2 separate regions of the Mus musculus genome follow, and region 1 is linked to region 2. A link is a contact called in public promoter capture Hi-C data. All regions are on one chromosome and are shown on one strand. The core of a region is the stretch at or near the end of the contact, and the rest is flanking DNA. Distances in the headings are between cores, read along the strand shown.

The links. Capture Hi-C pulls out chosen DNA fragments and counts their contacts.
Region 1: a contact with region 2 is called in a promoter capture Hi-C map of adipose tissue. The contact joins two enhancer-like sites. A contact is called at or near these places in 3 of 39 promoter capture datasets (the HPC-7 cell line, cranial neural crest and liver) and 1 of 9 other capture datasets (adipose tissue).

The regions. Positions count from the first base shown.
Region 1 is chr17:24,818,411-24,825,393 of GRCm38.p6, reverse strand. Meiob (meiosis specific with OB domains) reads right to left here. Exons shown (of 14, transcript NM_029197.1): 5 at 5,450-5,522; 6 at 1,667-1,862. Among named protein-coding and RNA genes, the nearest start is that of Meiob, 18 kb to the right of the region's middle. Within about 2 kb of position 3,278, at least 14 of the 459 cell types and tissues checked have an H3K27ac peak or open chromatin away from gene starts, as enhancers often do. A contact at or near this core is called in adipose tissue, where this site is marked.
Region 2 is chr17:24,512,115-24,519,167 of GRCm38.p6, reverse strand. It overlaps Traf7 (TNF receptor-associated factor 7), which reads left to right. Exons shown (of 21, transcript NM_001172113.1): 2 at 1-37; 3 at 369-426; 4 at 2,572-2,663; 5 at 4,339-4,455; 6 at 4,951-5,043; 7 at 5,236-5,269; 8 at 5,792-5,975; 9 at 6,084-6,218; 10 at 6,782-6,999. Among named protein-coding and RNA genes, the nearest start is that of Traf7, 12 kb to the left of the region's middle. Within about 2 kb of position 4,062, at least 24 of the 459 cell types and tissues checked have an H3K27ac peak or open chromatin away from gene starts, as enhancers often do. A contact at or near this core is called in adipose tissue, where this site is marked.

The DNA of each region.
Region 1 (6,983 bases), core at 2,029-4,528, 310 kb before region 2:
GAAGGATTGAAGGAGTCAGAGTGATCAAGGACACCACAAGAAAAACCACAGAATCAACTAACCTGGGCTCATAGAGGCTCATAGAGACCAAATTGCCAAACAGAGAGCATGCAAGGGATGGACCTAGGCTCTCTGCTTTTATGTAACAGTGGTACAGCTGGGTCTTCATGTAGGATTTGTAAAGCAGGAGTAGGGCTATCTCTGACTACATACACTGCCTTTGGATCCCTTTCCCCTAACTGGGCTGCCTTGTCTAGCCTCAGTTGAAGAAGATGCGCCTGGTCTTACTGCAACTTGATAAGCCAAGGGTGAGCACTATCCATGAGAAGCCTCCCCTTTCTGAGGAGAAGGGAAGGGGAGGAGAATGAGAGACAGAGACGGGGAGGAAATGAGAGAGGAGAAGCTTCAATCAGGATGTAAATAAATAACTTGATTAATAAGAAAGGGGGTCTCAGACATAACAAGGGAAGTAAAAGACTGTCTTTGGGGTTGAGAAGTCAAAAGGAGATAAAAGGCATGAGAAGAAGTGATATGACACACAGAAGAGGTGCCCTACTGGGGGTTGGGGTGAGGGGAGCTGTTGTAAAGTTTAACACACAAATGATAGATCACTAACGGGCTTAGAGGAACCTACTAAAGATTTGCTGAAATGGCCAAGGAAGTGATTTCACCTGTATTTCAAGATTGTCATATAGAGAATCGGATCCTCTATCCTAAACAACCATTTTCTGCATGTGTTATATTTTGTGAAGGTATATTTGGGGGGGATGGGGAGTGGAGATGCATGGAGCCACACTTCCAGCCCTCTAAGGTATACTTTTGAGGTCCCCTTTAAATTTTTTGCAGTGCCTATGTCTGTTAAACTGCTAAACTCAGAGCCAGTCAGTTACTGAAGCGATTGCTGATGGAACAGAGGTGGTGACATACCGTGCTGCCCCTGCTTTGTACAGCATGTGCCACAGCAGCTCCCACTGCAGGCCATACTTCTCCCACCCTCCTCCTCTCTGTTCTCAGAGTCCCTCTGAGAACACAGATACAAAAGTTATTCCTTGACTTATTTAAAGAATATTATGGCTGTTCACGCTAATCAGCTTATCCTTTCTATTTATGTCTTTGTTTAACCCAGCTTTTATATAGATAATGGAACATTTTTAAGTACAATAGTGCCTGTTGCAATTAGCAATCAGGAATGATTTTATTGTGTTAGTGATCCACAGATAAAATGCTAATTTCCTTTTAGTGAGAAGTGTTATTTTGTTTTTTCTTTTCTTTCTTTCTTTCTTTCTTTCTTTCTTTCTTTCTTTCTTTCTTTCTTTCTTTCTTTCTTTTTTTTTTTTTGTTTTTTTTTTTTGTTTTTCGAGACAGGGTTTCTCTGTGCAGTCCTGGCTGTCCTGGAACTCACAGAAACTCACAGAAATCCGCCTGCCTCTACAGAAATCCACCTGCCTCTGCTTCCTGAGTGCTGAGTGCTGGGATCACAGGCATGCACCACCACTGTCCTGCTTGAGAAGTGTTATTTTCTTAATTCAACTTACTACCAAGATAAAGAGGGATAATGCCCCAGCTGGTGTTTATGGCATTCTAACACAAGTCAGGTAACTGAGAGAGCCATGCCAAATTGTAGGGAGCTTTGCTACGGTTTTGATTTACTGATTTCCTTACTTACCGATCTCACAGCTGCAAGCACATTAATAATCCTCCCATCAAGACTGTGTCCATTTGCAACAATGTCAGCCAATGAATAATAATCTCGAGATTCTTTAACAGGCAAGTGTATCAAAGAAAGTAACTTGGTATCCACTTCATAAGGGGAGCAAACTTTTACCATTGAGTGATTCTCACTGAGCAATAGTTTATAGTTGCTAAATGAGGAAAACACAACAAGTCAGCATATTATTATTAATAAAAAATACTTTGGTTCACATTCAATTATATAGCTACGTGTGGTGGCCCACTCTTATCATCCCAGCATTTGGCAGTCATATGAAGTTCTGACACATATTCAAGGTCACCAATGTATAGGTAAGGAATTTCAGACTACCCTGAGTTATAATACTAGACCATTTAAAAAACCAAAACAAAATCATATTCAATTACTTTTTCTGTAATTTAGACTGTATTAAGAAATATATATATATTTTTTTAAAGATGTATTTATTTATTTATTTAGTGTATATGAGTACATTGCTGCTCTCTTCAGACACATCAGAAGAGGGCGTTACAGATGGTTTGAGCCACCATGTGGATGCTTGGAATTGAACTCGGGACCTCTGGAAGAGCAGTCAGTGCTCTTAACTGCTGAGCCATCTCTCTAGCCCAGAAAGTTATATTTTTAATATTAAATTTTTGTACAATATTTATTTTCTGTGTATGAAGGTTTTGCCTAAATCTATGCCTGTGTACAATATGAATGTAGTACCTGTAGAGTCCCAAAAATAGCATCAGATCCCTTGGAGCTAGAGTTACAAATGCCTGTGAGCTGGGAATTGGACCTGGGACCTCAGGAAGAGCTGAGCCATCTTTCCAGCCCCTATATTTTTTACTCTTAAAACATCAAATAATGGTATAAAATGTTTTTCTCCATAATGAATTTTATATCAGTCTTTAAATATTTCTTCATTGAAATAATGTTCTTTTAATTAAGAACATATATTGAGAACTTTTTTCTGTGAGTTCTAATCATACTAGTTGTAGGTTCTTGCCCAAGACCTGAAGCTGTAGTCTTCTTTTCTGTTAAACAGGGCATGAAAATACTCTAAAACTTCAGATTATAAAAAACAGAGGCCCCATTGTTTCTTTTTTTAAATTTATTTATTTTATTCTGTGTGTATATTTTTTTTGGCCTGCCTATCTGTGTACCTCATGTGTGCCTTCTACCAGTAGAATTCAGAAAAGAGTATCAGACTCTGTGAACTGGAAGTGCATGGCTGTGAGCCCCAATGCAGGATCTGGGAACTGAACTCAGGTCTTCTGAAACCAGTTCCCTTAACCACTGAGCCATCTGTGTAGCCCCATATGAAGACCTTGACCTTGGCATTATTATCACCAGGTTTCTGACCATTGTTATTTCTTCTATGATGCTGATTGCTTTATCTATGTGCCTGAAGTCAAGAACTCTGTTTGCTTACTTTGTATTGCTAATACATGAAGCAGATTCAGAGTTTTAGAGTGTGGAAGACTCCAGTGATGTTCCCCTTTCCTGGTACCCAAACCTCTCACAAAGCCTCCTTCACAGAGCTCTTTGCCTTAGTTATTCACGATATCATGCCTCCAGTCCTGGCCCTGGTCCCCTGACTCATCTCCTCGGGGACTCATCCTTCACATTACAGTCAACTTGGTCTTCCTAAGCAGGATATTATTTTCCAGCTAAAAGACTTCCTGTTCCTTACTTCTCCCTGAGAAGTGAACATCACTAAGAAGTGTCTCTGCTCCTCCCTTTCCTCACTGCTCTGGAGTCCAGCTATGCCAGGTTATTAGGCTATGAAATTGCTATTTTAGGTGAATATTTGTTAAATGTCAGCAGTTTGCTGTTGCTCAACCTAAAAGTTAATTATTCAAGATATTCTGGAAAATGCCAAGAGGTTTCACATTTGTTGGGTCTACCAAACATGTCCCTCCCACCTCCCATACATATTTACTAAAAATCAATTATGTGACTGTCTCTGATCTAGGCATGGGTAGAACATGATACAAAATACACTTAATCTCATAAGCTCATATATGTGAGCAGGAATCATAAAAAATTCAAGTCATCTCAGAATGTGATCTGGATTCCAACACTAAGAGTAGGGAGAAAGTCCTGCTGAGTGACTGGAAAGGTTAAATGAGTTAACATTCAACCTGAAGAATCAAACATTCAGGTAGATAGGAGAATGTTCTGTGCAGAGGGACTGGAAAGTAGAACGGATCTTAGGGCAGAGTGAGTCCAGGTGTTCATAAAAAGGAAAATTCTCAGTGGCTGCAAAGAGACAAGAGCCATTTATAGACCAGCATGGAGTTAGCTGGCACAGAATTGCCCCTGGACAGAATCACCTTGGAAGTAAGGCTTCCTCTCTCATTCCCTACCCCATCCTGATAAGAAATGAACTACAGGCAATGGATAATTTAGGATACAAAAGCTCTGACCCTCTGCATAAGGCCATGCTCCAAGAAGAGCACACTCCAGAGCTTGCTTCCTCCTGAGCTCCAGCAACAGCCGATCCCCAACCCCATCCTTGCAGGGTTCTCCTAAGAGCCCTCCCTCAATAGGCCACTCGGAAAGAATTTTTCTATCAAGTTCTCCCTCCAGGGAACCTGACCTAAGACAAAGGGCATGTGAGAGGATTAAAAGCCGGATACAATATTATGTACTGCCAGTGTTTATCTTTGTTTAGATATTTTTTAAATATTTATTTTTGTGTGTATTTGTTTTCATCTATGGAAGTCTATGCCATTTGTTTTTGTGGTGTGCAGAAAGGCCAGAAGAGGGTGTTAGCGTCCCTGGACCTATCTGCCTAATAGGAATGCTAGAACTGGATGCAGGTCTTCTGCAAGGGCAGCAAGTGCTCTTAATTGTTGAGCCATCTTTCCAGCCCTTCTAATTGTTTAGTTTTATTCTAACTAGAGTCTTGTTTTTACAAACCTAAGCATTCAGACTCCATATCTGAAGATTCTGCATCCACAAACCCAAACAATCATGTATCAAATTTAAAAAAAAAACCACTATAACTAATACAAATACAGCATAACTACTCACATGGCACTCATATGACATTAGGTGTTATAGGTAACAATGATTTCAAATATAGAGGAAGTTGTGCTTAAGTTGTATGTAAGGAATTTGAGCACCCATGGATTTTGGTAGCCTGGAAGACTTTTTTATTTAACCCTACACAGATACCAAGAGAAAATTAGCTTTTTGTGATTATAAAAATTATAAATTATGTCATTATCTTAAAGATAAATATTCTGGGCTAGTGAGATTGCTCATCGGGTAAGAGCACTGACCTCTCTTCCAGAGGCCCTGAGTTCAAATCCCAACAACCACATGGTGGCTCAAATCCATCTGTAATGAGATCTTACACCCTTTTCTGGTATGTCTGGAGACAGCTACAGTGTACTTATGAATAATAATAAATAAATCTTTGGGCCAGAGCAAGCAGGGAATGAGCGAGCAGAGTTGACCAGAGTGAGCAGAGGTCCAAAAAAAAAATTAAATTTCCAACAACCATATGAAGGCTCACAACCATCTGTGCAGCTACAGTGTACTCATATACATAAAATAAATAAATAAATAAATAAATAAATAAATCTTTTTTAAAAAAAAAGATAGATATTCCAAGAAAGAATTCATCAACTCTTTTCAAATTGAAACAGGGCAACTTCTGAAAGTTTTCTGCTAATTTGATATAAAATTATTAATATCATTCTAGCACAAAAATGTTTGTTCTCTGGGTGGACAGATATTTACCTAGGAGTTGCAGGGCTAAACTTTTCTTCTCTTTCTGTGTCCTTTCTTTGGATCAGGGGATTTTCAATTATCACTAAAACAGAGGTCAAAGTATAGTAACATCACAAAAACTCACAGAAGATTAATCAGAGCTAAGTGTACAAAACAATGACCTTCACTCTGTGGGTTCCATCCTCCACAGGCATCTTTTCATGTCACTGTGAGAAGAGGGATCCTGGAATGTAGTCATCAGTTGGCCCCACATAGCATTTGCAGGGCGTTGCGTTTTAAGTCCTAACATGTGACCTATACTAATATTACTTTATTGACTTTCTTCCATCCAACATTTGGTTTGGTTACAACACAACCTTCAATAAAACCAATGTTTACCTGACCTTTACCCCACATCTAAGTTCACAAACAATTCTTTATTTATTCTCACAGCCATCAACCTATAACATTTTAATACTTAAATTTCTCTGTACAGTGGATGTTCTGGCATTCATTCAAAGAATATTTATAACTGTACTAGGCTGGTGACGTTTTTAAGGTTTTCTGTCTTTATAGGTCACATGTTTGACAACATTATTCATTTCACATCCCTGAGACATACATGGTACAATGGTTGAGTACACATTATTGGATACTGTTACCTGCCATGTGCAGTGTGTTTGGCACTGCAGCATTGGAGATGAGTGGTCTGACTCCCTACCCCCTCTTCCCTCTTTTTTTCTGTCATAAAGGAGAACTGGAACACAGGCCTCTTATTCCTTGTCTAAGCTGAAATTGTCATCTATTGTGAACTTGTATACTTTATACTAGTACTCTTTCCTTAACAGTCACAAAAAACTAATGGGTCTTATTTCATGGGTGAAAACCAACAAGACTTTGTTCTTAGAGCCACAGTGTAAGTAACTACTAACCCTAATATATGTCTTTAGAAAGATACAGAGTTATAATAGCAATGATGGGGCTTAGGCCAGCTGGAACATGAAATAAACAAAAGGTAGCAAAATATCTAATTAGAGTGCCACTTCTGTACCAGGAAACGAGGAAGGCAGCATGGCATGGTGCACTGTTCCTTCAATGATGGCTTTCTTTGATAGGCATCAGAATAACTGCGTGTTACTTTGTTATGAGTGCACTCAGCCACAAACTTATCACAAGAACAGTACTGTAAAAGGAATACTTTTTAAGTGCTGCTAGGCATGAGAGGACAGGCCTGTGATCTCAGCACTTGGGAGGCTGAGGCAAGAGAACTACCACTTCAAAGGAAGTTACCTAGCAAGTCTCATTTGGTCTCTGTCTGTCTCTCTGTCTCTATCTATCTCTATTGCAGTCTCCCCCCCACACACACACACACAGAGTTTTGTTTGTTTGTTTGTTTGTTTGTTTGTTTGTTTGTTTTGAGATAGGGTTTTACTATATAACAGTGGCTGGATTGAAACTGGTTATGTGGACTAGGCTGGCCTCAAGCTCATAGAGACCTACCTACCTCTGTCTCCCAAGTGCTGGGATTTAAGAAATCAAACAAACAAAAGAATCCTGCCTACTT
Region 2 (7,053 bases), core at 2,813-5,312:
GGGACCTGCCAACCTCCCCTCCTCAGACAGCAGTGGGGTAAGAGGAGCCTGTAGGTGAGGGCCTGCCCTCTGCATGCCACACCCCATACCCCCAGCATGACGTATGTATATGTATTTGTATATGGGTATGTATATGTACTTGTATATGGGTATGTATATGTATTTGTATATGGGTATGTATATGTATATAACTTGCCACTGAGGACAGAGCTACAGCCGTCCTCTTCCTCCTTGGAGAGTCCCTCAGGATAGCCTGTGCCTGTTGATGGTGTGTCCCTGCGTATGCACTCAGATGGGCCACCAGCGGGTCAGCATGTCAGTATGTGTGACCCTGTGGATATTGCATTAAGCCTTTTCCATTGTCTTAGACCAGGATGGAAACAACCTTTGGGCCTACCTTTTCGACCGTCACTACCATCACCAAAGGTGAGCCTGACTGGGAAGAATCTGTATTCTACTGGGATCCAGGAGCACTTCCTGGAAGGGTGGTCTCCTGGCTTCTTTCTGTTTCTTCCCATGTCTCAGCCTCCAGCTAAACAGAGTTAGGCAGGCCTGTTCCTGTGCCTCACCTTTGTTACTAGTGCCCCCTCTTCTTCCCGAAAACTTGCCCACCCACTCTGGAGGGCAGTCTTGACCTTCCTGGCACCACTAATTATATCTCTATCTTACTATAGCGACCCCCGCCTAAGCCCAGCCACGGCTCCTAGTGTCCAAGGATGTGAGCAGCATAGCATCTTTTCTCGGGTGGGATCTGGTGCCATCAGACAGTGTGCGTCAAGAGATCATGACATGGGGTAGGGCTGTGGGGCAGCGTCTGTGTTGAAGGCTCAGAAGGGCCGGGGTTCTGGGGCGTGCTGTCCTGCTTTTCACTCCACTGCAGGAGTGCACTAGCTACTAATTGCTTTTTTAATTGCCTTCCGTGGCTGAAGGCACAGGGCTACCAGGTGCACACCAGTACCTTTATTCCTGGATGACCTGAGAAGCCTCTGAAAGGGCCTCTTTTCCCACACCCCTACCCGGGAGGCCATTGCTTAACAATTTATATACCCTTAGAGACTACACAGTGTCTGTCACCACTATTGAGGGTTTCAGAGCCAAAATGGCATGTGGTCTGCTGTACCCTGGTTTCTGGCAACTAGGTAGCAATGTACTAGTTCTTGCCTCACCTGGCCCTTCTTGTTACAGATGGAGAAACTGAGACCCATCACAGCATAGGCAGTCATAGTCCTGATCTTGAATGGAGGCCTTTAGGGCTCTAGTTACTATGACATCTGGATCTGTTTTAACCTGTGCTGGTTGCAGCCTGTCCCTAATGCTGTGGCCTTATAGGGTCTATGAGATGGTTCTCTGGTTCCCATGTGCACCCTTGACTTTTCATTCTTGGGGAACCTCTGCTTTCTGGCCCAAGCCAGGCAGGGCATTCTATAGGCAAGAGGAGGGAGAACAAAAATCTAGCCCCAGTTCCTGATTCTGATTGTGTTAGGGAGGACTAAGAGTAGCCATGTATTAGCTGAGGTCCTTCAGTCTCTCTGTGCCTCAGTTTCCCTTTTAGAGATTCAACCTGGGGGCCGGGTGTGGTGACGCACTCCTTTAATCCCAGCACTTGGGAGGCAGAGGCAGGCGGATTTCTGAGTTTGAGGCCAGCCTGGTCTACAAAGTGAGTTCCAGGACAGCCAGGGCTATACAGAGAAACCCTGTCTCGAAAAACCATCAAACAAAAAAAACCAAAAAAGAAATTCAACCTGGCAGAATTACTTTAAAGATCAAAGGGAAGCCCCCAAGTGACCCAGGCCATTCATGGGGTTGATTCTGTGACCAGCTAGGCATGGAGGGCCCTTTGTTGGGCTGAAGAACAGAACCTTGTCAGGGCTCTGAGAGAGAGGTAGAGGCAGGAAAGTAATGCATTTGAAATAACTCTGAGCAATATAGGGAGATACTGTCTCCCTACATTAATCCCAGCCCTTTGGGAGGCAGAGACGGGTCAATCTCTATGAGTTCCAGGTCTCAAAAAGCCAAACTCAACAAGAACTGAATCTGGAGAGATAGCTCAGTGGTTAAAAGCACTGGCTTTTATTCTAGGGGACCCAGATTCAATTCCCAGCAACCACATGGTGTTTCACAGCAATCTTTAACTCCAGTTCCAGAAGATCCAAAGCCATTTTCTGGCTTCCATGGTACCAGGCACATAAGTGGTACACAGACATACATGCAGGCAAAACACTCATACATATAAAGTTTTTAAAAAGCAAAGGCTGGGGATCTCCTGCTGGTGATTGGCATGAGCCAAGTCCTGGGTTCTCTACACCAAAGGAAAGAAATACACTTAAGTCTCCTGTTGGTAAGCAGGGTGGGGCAGCTAGCAGTCCATTCTCAGTTGTCTGCAGATCCAGTCTGATGAGCCAGGGCCATACTGCTGGTACTTGGAAGACAATCCTGGATAACCATATTCCAGTCTAGTCCAGGGAGACTGAGAGCTAGAGATAATCTGAAGGGCTCCATAGACAAGGGCTCTTCCAGCTGTCTCTGTCACTTTAGCCTCTTCCTCCACTGACAGCCATGTCTTTTCAGCAGCTGATGGGACTGGCACATACAAACAGCATCGCAGGACACCTTCCTCCTCTAGCACCCTTGCCTATTCGCCACGGGATGAGGAGGACGGCATGGTAGGTGTCCACGATGTGGGAGCCTGGTGTAGTTTCCCACCTCCTACCCTCTTCCCTGAGGTCCTAAGAGAAGCCTGCAGGGGAGCAGAGCTGGGATAGAGAGGCACCTTGCTGGCAGAGCTCTTGTTGCATTCCTGAACCTAAGAGGAGGCTCCTGTAGCTGAGTGGTAGCAGGAAGCAGCCAGTTTGTGGGACTGCGCTTTAGGGTGTGGCCCCTGAAGGCCAGTGTCAGGCAGTTTGGGCTCCATCTTAAATGAGGTGGGTGCCACAAAAGGTGCTCTCAGGTGAGTTGGCCAGTGGAACAGAGGATGACTGGCAGGACCAAAGTCCTTGCTCAAGAGGCAGAGGAACCAGACTTCTTTTCCCCCTTTCTTTTTGCTTTTGTGTGTGTGTGTGTGTGTGTGTGTGTATGTGTGTGTGTGGGTTTTGTTGTTTTTATTTGTTTGAGACAGCGTCTTTATGTAGTCCTCATTATCCTGGAACTCACTATATAGACCAAGCTGTCCTTGAACTCACAGAGATCTATCTCTGTCTCTGGATTAAAGGAATGTGCTACCAGGCCCAACCCCTTTTTCCCTTTTCAATGGGAAGATAAATGCTAAGTAGGCATATTGTGGGCCAGGCACTGCCCAGCCCTGAGCCTAAGGATGGGTCAGCTACGTGGAACCCAAACCCCATAGCTTCACCTCTCAGTCTCCACCCAACTCCTGATTGCAGCCTGGGCCTTGAAAGTGGATTCATTGTGCTTCTGATTTTGGATAACTCTGGGGTGTCTGACAGGTGTCAGTAACTTTAGAGATGTCCTAGAATCTTCTGTTTGCTGTGGGACATTGGGCAGCCATGCCCAACCCACCCCCCTGACTGGGTTGGAGGGAGAGCCTAAGAGCTGTGCTAGTCAATGAGCAGAGGGGAGAGAACAGCTCTGTACTGGCTCCTGCCTGCCGTTGCTGCCTGGGGGGGGGGTGGGGGGGGTTGACCCACTTCCTTTAACTTTACCCTCTGGGTCTCACACGGCATTCCCATGCGAGATGTAACTTGGGAAACCATAAGGAGAGATGGGTATTGCCTGGTGAATGAAGTATGGACCCAGTCTCTGCCTCCTGTTCTGGACACAGGCTCACGAGCGGCAGGTGGGCCTAGGCCCACATGGTCCTACATGGTCATGCATGGGGATACTCTTGGATACTGTGCTGCTCTCCCCTACGACCTCATCAAAGGTTGCTCCCTTTAGGTCTCTGGTAGAACATTCCTGTCATTACCGTGAACCCCCCTGGCTAGGACTAGAAAGCAGCTCAGCCTTGCGCACCTCTCCTTGCCCAGGCTTCTACACTACTCTGTTCAGTGATCTGGGCTCTTAGCTGCCCCATGATTGGCTGCTGGATGCAGCCTCTCTGCAGCCCACATTCCCTCACGGGAAGCAGGAAGAAGCCTGAGCATGTCCTGTAAAATTGAATAGCAGGAAATCTCTCCATTTACACAAAGAAAGTTGGCAGGCAAGAACGGGCAGCCCAGCACCAAAGGCCAAGGCTGGCCACCACAGGCAGCGGGATTGAGGCCATACCAGCCTCCCGCACACAATCCACAGCCTTGTGAGCTTGCTGAAATTGGGGTGGCTTAGGGGCACCCCTGCCTCCACAGGGCTCAAGCCCCTGAAAGGCTGCCTCCATCTGTGCAGCCCCCCATCAACACTCCTCGCCGCTCTGACTCAGCCATCTCTGTCCGTTCCCTACACTCCGAGTCCAGCATGTCCCTGCGCTCCACGTTCTCGCTGCCTGAGGAGGAGGAGGAGCCGGTAGGTGTGGTAGGCTTGGCAGGAATCATCTTCCAGAGTTGTCACTGCTGCGGTGGCACGGGGCACTTTCCCCTTAGACTGCACCTCCATAGCTCACATTGAGGGTAGGTCAGACCTGATTAGGGCCTCTAGTTAATGTTGAAATCCCCGCCTCCTGTGGAGGCCGCCTGGGGATGAGGTGTGGGCAGGTGGCTCAGATAGGGCGCTTTGCTAGTCTGTAAGCCAGGAAGAGAGGCCAGTAAGGCTGTCTGACTGTTGCAGATGCTGTGTGTGCGGTTTCTTGCTGCTTACAGCCTGCCCCTGAACCACACCCCTTGCTTCAGCTCCTTGGTCCTCTCGTGGCTCTCTCTAGTCAACGGTGCCTTCTAGGATAGTCCCAGTGCTGGTGAACAGCCCTGGATGGGGCGGACATGCAGGCGGCCTGGGCAGTTAATGTGACAGGGTTGCTCCTGAAGCGCCCACCCGTGTCCTGACCGTGTCCCCCACTCTGTCTAGGAGCCGTTGGTATTTGCCGAGCAGCCCTCGGTAAAGCTGTGTTGCCAGCTGTGCTGCAGTGTGTTCAAGGACCCTGTGATCACTACATGTGGGGTGAGGCCATGGGCATGCTCACTCCCCAACCCTGTTCCTAGGGCTGTGGCCCTCGCTCATCCTCCTAAGCTGGCTGTCCAGCGGGAGCTCTCTGCCTTGGTGTAGGACGGTGTGAGCTCTGGGCTACCATTGACCTTGACTGGAGGGAAGACAGTTACAGCTGTCCCCCAAGTCCACTTTTTGTCCCCACAGCACACCTTCTGCAGACGATGCGCCTTGAAGTCAGGTAGGTCTGTGCCTTCCTTCCAGACCTGTGAGGTTGGTGGTTAATTCCACCCTGCTATTTCCCGGGCAGCCAGCAGAGGCCACTGGTTTCTTATCCAGGCATGTGTGGCCTCTCCCAGGGCTTGAATAGTGTTGTAAGGCTCAAGCCTGGCGAAGGACCTCAATAGCAAAGCAGACCCCCAATTCCTGGTGTCTCCAGATTCAGAGCTTTGGCTGTGGTGGGTGTGGGCCGAGTCCCAAGGTGAAGGCTTGGGCTCCAACAGATGCCATTGTCCCTGGCAGTCCCTGCTTCTTCTCCACACCCAGCTAGCTGTCCTTCTCCCTCTGGGAGGTCTGCTGTGCAGCTCTTCCTGCACCGGCACCTTGGGGCCAATGAAAGAGTGGGCAAGGCACTCGGTGGGCTTCTCTCCACCTGTTGTGCCATTGCATCTCCCTCCCCAGGACTTGGCCTCCCACTGGGCAAAGCTGCCAGGGAGAGAGGTGGCTGGGTAGGTGGTGGGCTCAACATGTCCTCCTCTCCCAGAGAAGTGTCCTGTGGACAATGCCAAGCTGACAGTAGTGGTGAACAACATTGCAGTCGCTGAGCAGATTGGAGAGCTCTTCATACATTGTCGGCATGGCTGCCACGCAGCGGGCACTGGAAAGCCTGGGGTCTTTGAGGTAGACCCGAGGGGCTGCCCCTTCACCATCAAGCTTAGTGCCCGGAAGTGAGTGCCTTCTGCTCCTCCACTTCCCTGGGGCTGCTGAGCACCTTTACCTCTCTGGGGCTACATTGTGGGGTCTTAGCTCAACCTCTGTGTCCTGTGTATGCACAGGGACCACGAGAGTAGTTGTGACTACAGGCCTGTGCGCTGCCCCAACAACCCCAGCTGCCCACCCCTTCTCAAGATGAATCTCGAGGCCCACCTGAAAGAATGCGAGCACATCAAGTGTCCCCACTCTAAGTACGGGTGAGTGGGTGGGGGCGGGGGCTGGTGGGTCTGCGTTCCTAGGCTGAGGGCTTCTGGGAGCTGATGCCTGGGACATGCACCAGAGCCAGAAGTCACACCAGTAACTGCCATCACAGCCCATATCCAGGTGCCCAGGAGGACACAGAAAGGACTGAACAGGTTGGAAGTGGGTTATCAGGGAAGGTGGGTCATAAATTTGAGCAAATGGCTGGAATAGGTGTAGAGGGGAAGCCTGGAAGGACAGGAGGATCCTGCCCAGCTGTTTGGAGCAGAGAGGCTGGTGATGAGCAAAGATGTTACTCAGAGGGAGGGAGGGAGGGAGGGAGGGAGGGAGGGAGGGAGGGAGGGAGGGAGGGAGGGAGGGAGGGAGGAGTCCTTGAAGCATTATGGAGGTATAAGATTTCACTGGTGATATGTCCTGACTGCTGGGTGCTGGGGGTCAAGAAGGTTGCTGATCTGGGGGTAATGGGCATGACCATGATGACTCATAGATTTAATGGGGTCAGGGAGACAGGGGTCAGTCGTGCCAGCCAGGCAGGTGGGTAGCTGTGCTGTTCCCCCAGGTGCACATTTATTGGGAATCAGGACACCTATGAGACACACTTAGAAACATGCCGCTTCGAGGGCCTGAAGGAGTTCCTGCAGCAGACCGATGACCGCTTCCACGAGATGCATGTGGCACTGGCCCAAAAGGACCAGGAGATTGCCTTCCTGCGTTCCATGCTGGGCAAACTCTCAGAGAAGATTGACCAGCTAGAGAAGAGCCTTGAGCTTAAGTTTGGTAAGGTCTAGTTCAGAGACCACGGGGCTCAGCGCCGTTCTGGACCCCGGTGAT